2 separate regions of the Mus musculus genome follow, and region 1 is linked to region 2. The links are chromatin contacts, called in public Hi-C maps. All regions are on one chromosome and are shown on one strand. Each heading gives the region's core, a stretch centred on a gene start, on an enhancer-like site or on the middle of the called end of the contact. The rest is flanking DNA. Distances are from core to core; before and after follow the strand shown.

Evidence for each region. A called contact is a pair of places that touch in the nucleus more often than the background predicts.
Region 1: a Hi-C map of cortical neurons shows a contact between it and region 2, with 3 times the contacts expected there. The contact joins two enhancer-like sites. A contact is called at or near these places in 4 of 39 promoter capture datasets (frontonasal cranial neural crest, hippocampal neurons, liver and 1 more), 4 of 484 Hi-C or Micro-C datasets (cerebral cortex, cortical neurons and forebrain) and 2 of 115 datasets of contacts at active chromatin or transcription factors (embryonic forebrain and forebrain).

What each region holds. Positions count from the first base shown.
Region 1 is chr1:56,956,476-56,959,856 of GRCm38.p6, forward strand. The region is part of intron 2 of Satb2 (special AT-rich sequence binding protein 2); the gene reads right to left. Among named protein-coding and RNA genes, the nearest start is that of Satb2, 13 kb to the right of the region's middle. Within about 2 kb of position 1,691, at least 6 of the 459 cell types and tissues checked have an H3K27ac peak or open chromatin away from gene starts, as enhancers often do. A contact at or near this core is called in cortical neurons, where this site is marked.
Region 2 is chr1:56,240,918-56,244,435 of GRCm38.p6, forward strand. No RefSeq gene overlaps it. Among named protein-coding and RNA genes, the nearest start is that of 1700003I22Rik, 220 kb to the left of the region's middle. Within about 2 kb of position 1,569, at least 5 of the 459 cell types and tissues checked have an H3K27ac peak or open chromatin away from gene starts, as enhancers often do. A contact at or near this core is called in cortical neurons, where this site is marked.

The DNA of each region.
Region 1 (3,381 bases), core at 441-2,940, 720 kb after region 2:
CTATTTGCTTCATTATCTCAGGTTTTGAGCTCTGCCTAAATATTACTTTATCTAATTCAAACAATTTTTTTAAAAAAATATTTTTTGATTAATTCCTCCAGTGTAGTGTTAGAGCAAGGTTAACTGTGTTGAGGTTTTTCAAGCTAGGAATTAATACAGGAATCAAGTGCTCAATAAGGTAGGACTACCTGTATTTCTAGTGGGAATATTTCATAGCACAAGCATGTTTCCTTTGGGGAGTTTAACTCAAAAAAAATTATTAAAAATTGAGATCAAACACTGGTGCAAAGCCTCAAAGGAAATCATGTGAGAGTGGAAAGATTTTTATCGAATGAAAACCGAAAAGTAAAGTTTTTATATTAAAAAAAAAAAAAGGTTTCTCCCTCATAAAAGAAAATACTATGTTTAGGGTTTAAACAGTAAAACATTTATGGATATCTAACAGAAATGTAAAGAAGTGATCACTGAATGAACGGGTGCAGATTCCACACAGCTGCATCTCAGTGGATAGGCAACCAGCATCCCTGTTCCCAAACCCTCACTCTCATATCCATCAAATGCCTGTGGACAGGGAAAGGGAGCAAGTCCCAGAGAGCTCTGACATGGGGAGGGTGGAAAGGGGGGAAAGAGGGAGACCAGAGACTACAAAAACTCAGCATCATAGTGGGCATCTGATAGCTCCCTCCAGGGACAATGAGATCTCTGGCTTACAATATGGAGGTCATTATTACTGTGACTGAGACGAAGTTAATAAACACAGACCAGGGAAACAGGGTCTGATAAAATACTTCCCTGACACAATCTTTTAACTATATACACACCAGTGTAATTTATAGCAATTACTTAATAAAAATAGAATACTATTATTTCTCTCTGTGATTCTAAGACATTCTCTTTATACTCTACATATTTCTAAAAGGAAACATTAAATTTGATTATTTTTAAAACTAGGCAACTGTGTGAAAGTCACCACCTATGAAACCCACTGAAAATCTTGTTGCTTTGTTTTTCTGAGATATGTTTCTCACCCTCTAACCCTGGATGCCCTGGTATTTACTAGGTAGACCAGGCTAGTCCCCCAGTGCTCCTCCCTGAAAAAGAAAAACCTTAAGTAATCTTCCTGCCTCTGCCTTCCAAGTTCTAGGATTACAGCATAAGCTACCACATCCAGCTAGAAAATACTATTTTCACCCTTACTATGGTCAATCAAAGGCTGCCACTCAATCAAAAGAGGAATGTGATTTCTTTTGTTTTAACCGAAATATATCTAAAGTCTAAGATGATATGTTTCCTGGATTAAAAAGTAAGATGTCCTTGCCCTAAACAAAATAATGAAATTCTATTTCCCTCCAAGCAAAGAATGTTAAACTGGGGATAATTCCAGATATGTACACCTCAAAAAGATTTCACTTCCCCTAGACTACTAGATTTATAAATTCTTTCTTTTCTGAAGTCAACCCTAAACCTCACGCTGAAGTATTTTAGCAAGCCACACCTTGAGGCTATGGTTTCCAAAGAATTCTAATCTCACAAGAATAACACAAAATAGCCAACAGGCAAGGCCAGGATTAAGGAAAGAAGGATTTCCTGTGGGGTTGGCTTATAAGCATCGGTGCAGGCTTGTGGGCACACTGAAGCAGAGCCTGGGGAAGAGCACGCAGTCTGTCTCTGGACCGCGCGGCTGCCAAACCTGGATGATGAGCGAGAATTGCTCATACCAGCTCCTGTGAGTGCTAGCTCCTCTCTCTGGTTAAGAGAAGGACAGACAGACAGGTCTATTTTCAAGCCCAAGCCTGTGTTTATTCTACATAAGGCTGCCTGTGAGGAAGGGGGCTTTCCTAAGTGGTGCTATCAGAGAACCAGAGAGCATAGTCTCAGAGGCCTCCCTTCATGGAAAGGAATTGTCTCTCTCAACCTTGCTTTCAAGCTATACATCAATCTTCAATATAATTATGTTTGACAGAATAGAAGCTCTTGGCAGTTAACTTGTTTACAATAAATGCTTAGTTTGGGAACATGGACTGTATTTCAGTCTTACAAATATCAAACACAAACCTACAACGGGCCCATTATGGGGCTGAGAATTATTTTGCTATAAATCTTTTTATTGGAGGGCCAAGGGATTTACTTTGCAGCTTGTTTTCCACTAAGCACGGGAACAGCATGAAGAGAGGGGCATTGGTATCCTGACCCTGTTCTAATTGGAATCCCATACATCTCTATCAGACAGTTCACAGTCACCCTGAACATTCAGGTTGACTCTGGCTTCCCATGGTGGCAAAATGTCAACACAAACGGTCTCACTCTAGGTGAGACCCCGTCATTCTTCTTCTCTCCCAAATCTCTTGGGAACTAATGATCACTGGCAGACTTTCAATAGTAAGCTCCCATTTGGGGTGGGAGGTATAAGTTAACCATAAAAATGTGCTTAAGGCACAAACTTGCTGGATGAATGAGCTCATAAACGGAGTTAGTTGTGCTGAAAATTACCTAGACATTCATTTGAGAGGGGCAGGAAAAAAATCAGAATCACCTTATTTACTTTTGAAAAGTGACTTCACCTGGTCTTCAACATGGAATAACTCCCATCTCGAGGACAACCTGTTCTCCTCAGGCTCCCTCAACAAAGGGCTCCTGATACCAATACCGCCAGATCCAAAAGACAGAACCTTGTCTGAAGATGCCTTTTGACCTGAGGAGGCCAGCTGTCCAACACAGCCGACTCAGCCCACCTCTGTCTCCAGAGGGACTGCTCTGCCATGGACCACACAGCCACTGACACTCTGGGAACTTGCTAGTTTTCCTACCAAGATAACCTACATCCTTCCCTTTCCATTTCTATGTGATCAGATGCCTGTAACAACCCAATCCTAACACAGTATCAACAAGCGACAGAAAAGACCATCGCAGAACAACTGAGTGGAAGTATGTTTTCCAAGATAAGGTTGGGAAGCCCAGTTGTTTCAGACAGAGAATCGATTTTCCTTTCTTTCAGTCAGTGTTAAAATAGCAGGTAACACAAATAAAACAAAATGTCTTAACTCTCAGCATCTAAAACAGTAGCCACTAATTCATGGGTTTCGTGTTGAGAAGAAGAGAAGGAAAATACTTTCTTTGCGTTATTGACTCCGCGTCCCTTTTCTATTCTTTTTTACAATGTGAACTAATGGAAAAATTGCTTAATTCACCTAAAATAATCATTCTGTTTTTAAAATTAAAGATACACTCTTAAAACCTTGACTACTTAATTGCTTTTTGCTCAGGAGAAAAGGGGGGAAACTCAGAGAAGGTGGTTGCGTGAAAGAAATACCACTTTTTACTGTACAACAAAAATTCCCTCTGAGGCAAAGAGACAAGATGCCAAGTTCCACCCAGAATTAA
Region 2 (3,518 bases), core at 319-2,818:
TCTGAAAGATGACAGGGAATAGAAATGAAAGAAATAGTGTTTAATGTTCATCTCCCTTCTCCTTATTTTTTAATTTTTCTCTGACTCATATTTGAATGCTTGTGAGGATATGTTTCATACCAATACAGTTTTTTTCTTTCTCTTGAAATAGATGTACAAATAACATCCAAGTACTACAAAAATGACACTGGTATGAATGGCAGAAATTACATTGTAAGAAAGTTCAAGCTAAGTAGGAGCTAGAGAATGTAAACTTCATTCCAAATGCAGATGGCAAAGAAGACTTTGATTGGGGAAACAGTTAATAAGAGCAGGTCATATTGTGATGGAGAGAGGAGCACAGTCTTGCTTGAGTCCACTAATTTCCTATCCGAGCAGCTAAAGGGTAGAAGTAGAGCATCTCTAATGATCTGTCTTCAAAGTAGTCAGCCCACATGGTTATGAATTCCCCATGCAAAGATAGAATGGAATTATAGAGTCAGCCCCTGCTCCTTCTCCCTCTATGTCTTCCTTCATCCTTCCTCTCTTCTTTCCTCCTTTCATGCTTCCTCTTCCCTCCTTCCTCCTTTCATGCTTCCTCTTCCCTCCTTCCTCCTTTCATGCTTCCTCTTCCCTCCTTCCTCCTTTCATGCTTCCTCTTCCCTCCTTCCTCCTTTCATGCTTCCTCTTCCCTCCTTCCTCCTTTCATGCTTCCTCTTCCCTCCTTCCTCCTTTCATACTTCCTCTTCCCTCCTTCCTCCTTTCATGCTTCCTCTTCCCTCCTTCCTCCTTTCATGCTTCCCTCCTCTCCTCTTCCCTCCTTCCTCCTTTCATGCTTCCCTCCTCTCCTCTTCCCTCCTTCCTCCTTTCATGCTTCCTCTTCCCTCCTTCCTCCTTTCATGCTTCCTCTTCCCTCCTTCCTCCTTTCATGCTTCCTCTTCCCTCCTTCCTCCTTTCATGCTTCCTCTTCCCTCCTTCCTCCTTTCATGCTTCCCTCCTCTCCTCTTCCCTCCTTCCTCCTTTCATGCTTCCCTCCTCTCCTCTTTCCTCCTTCCTCCTTTCATGCTTCCCTCCTCTCCTCTTTCCTCCTTCCTCCTTTCATGCTTCCCTCCTCTCCTCTTTCCTCCTTGTGATTCATCAAGAAATTTGGTTTTACAAAAATCTATGGAGATGGCTACAGGCAGAAGAACAAGCTGACTTAGAGATTTCATTAAAATCTGTGAAACTGGAAAAAAAAGGCTTTAAAGGATATGTTTGTCAATCACTCAGTAATTGAGAAGTAGGAAGTGCGGCTGTGGAGTATTATATATGCAGCCATTCAATTAACTCAGTTCCCTGAGTCCAAGAAAAACAGAGAATGAGACAAGTGAAAAAGTGCCATTTTGGATCATCTGGATAATTAATTTAGACTTCTAATTTGCAAACTACTCTAGTGATTGTGGCAATAAATGTCGTAGCTGTGTTCACCTACTGTGTGTCGGCCACCTTGCTGGTGTTCGACATATTGTTACCTAAGCAGTGCACATTGCGCCTCAGATCCAGTTTACAGATGAGTCAGTACTGCACTTATCCAACAGATCTTTATGGAATAACTACGGTGTGAGGGTTGCTGCTGAGTATTGAAGTCATGGTGATTATGCAAATGCATATAACCATGCTGTCCTGCTCAATCCCTCCCACACCCACTTCTAAGCGATGCCCAGGCATCTGGGCGGGTCAGTAACATGCCACTGCAGCCCAGTCTGGATGGCCAAAGCTGTTTTGCCTAACGTGCAAACAGCCTTACTACATAGTGGAATTATGAATGAAATAGGAAGATTAGAAAGAAACGCCAAGATAGATGTAAGCATGAGATAATTCTCAGTGTGTCTGAGGGGTGTAGCATAAAACATAGGACACAGTGTCTTTGCACTGTTTGGTCACATCTACACCATTCACCTTAATGATCACAACTAGGGTGTGTACACTGAAAGAAACAAGAGAGACTTCAGAGAAACTCACCTACACAGTACTGTCCATCCTCATTTCTTTCCAGCCTGCTGATGCAAAGCCTAATATGTACTGCGTCTATATGCTTGCGGAGTCATTCTGTTTAATTTTCAAACCCTATCTTCTCTTGGACAATTCATTCCTTTATGTTGAGGACCATACAGTTTTGGTGTATAAAGACAACAGCTTAGAATATGCAGCAAACAATACCCAAGAACAGGACAAAACTAATGATGCAGGATGTAAGAAACTGATTATGATGGGTACAAAGAGACTGGATTGGCAGAGGTGACTTACAGCCTGAATTTTATGGTGATCACAAGACAATACATTTGTTAAAAAAAGGTTAAAATGTATACTTAAATTTGTTAAACTTTGTACTATGTATAGTATTTCTGTCTATGATGCCGGCAGAGAGTTGTGTACTTGAGTTTTAATACTAGTTTAAAAAATGAAGTGATATTCTATTTCTAATTTGTTAAAAAATTATATATACATATATAATATAAATACATAGTTATGCACATGTATAATATATGTAGCATAGTGTATATGCACATACATACATACATATATAGCATCTAAACACATTTACATGTCTATATAATTTTAAACAAGTATAAAGTGGTAAAATCATTATATGTCTTCTATTATACTGGAAGCAGATTATGATTAATAATAATGTATTTTACATTCCAAAATAGCCAGAGAAGGACTTGTATATGTCTACATATGTCAATACATAAAACATTTCTGAATCTTAAAATTATATCTGAGGAATATAGCATACAATTGAAAGAGTGAAATATATAAAACCATAAGTTAATGGAACTTGAGAAAAAGATTAACCATTATATTTCATGTGAATTCTAATTCAATTTAAATTATTCTTCAAAATAATCAATACTTTTCTGCAGTGAGCAGAATTATTAACATATTCTTACTGAACTGGCCTCTAAAATAGGTCAACTGTTATCAGTTATTACTCATTAAAATATTAATACATCTTTAAGATAAGAGCTAATAATTAAGTGAGACTACAATATAAAGTTTGGGAATGCTTTAAGGGAAAGACCACAGTGTTATGTGCTATGAGAGATAAAAGCAGAAGGGTCAGTTTGCTTAAAGATGCAGGGTTATCTTCATTATTGTCTGTTTATTCCATAAAACTGAATTGTGTAGGAAAAGAAGGTTATAAGTCAGAGGTTCTGTTGGAACCAATTTAGTTTTGCTTTGGGGGCTTAGCAAACTTGGATGTTCTGATCTTGGATAGTGCTGGTAGCCCCTAAAGAGGCTGTTTCCTTCTATTACTAAGGTCCCCGAGACAAACAAGGCTCACTGATGAGATCCTGAAGCCGCAGGCATACGTGTCCTTATTGGATTTTATTAAAAACAAAAATGATTATCATGTTTATTTTAAAAGCATGTCTACATTTTCTATAAAGACCTAGGAATGAGCCTACTTTTGCCTGAGCACAGGCTGATGGTGTGGAGACCTGGGGTTCAGACTGTAACATTGCTGCTGGGAATGGGTCTCAGAAGCGAGTCAT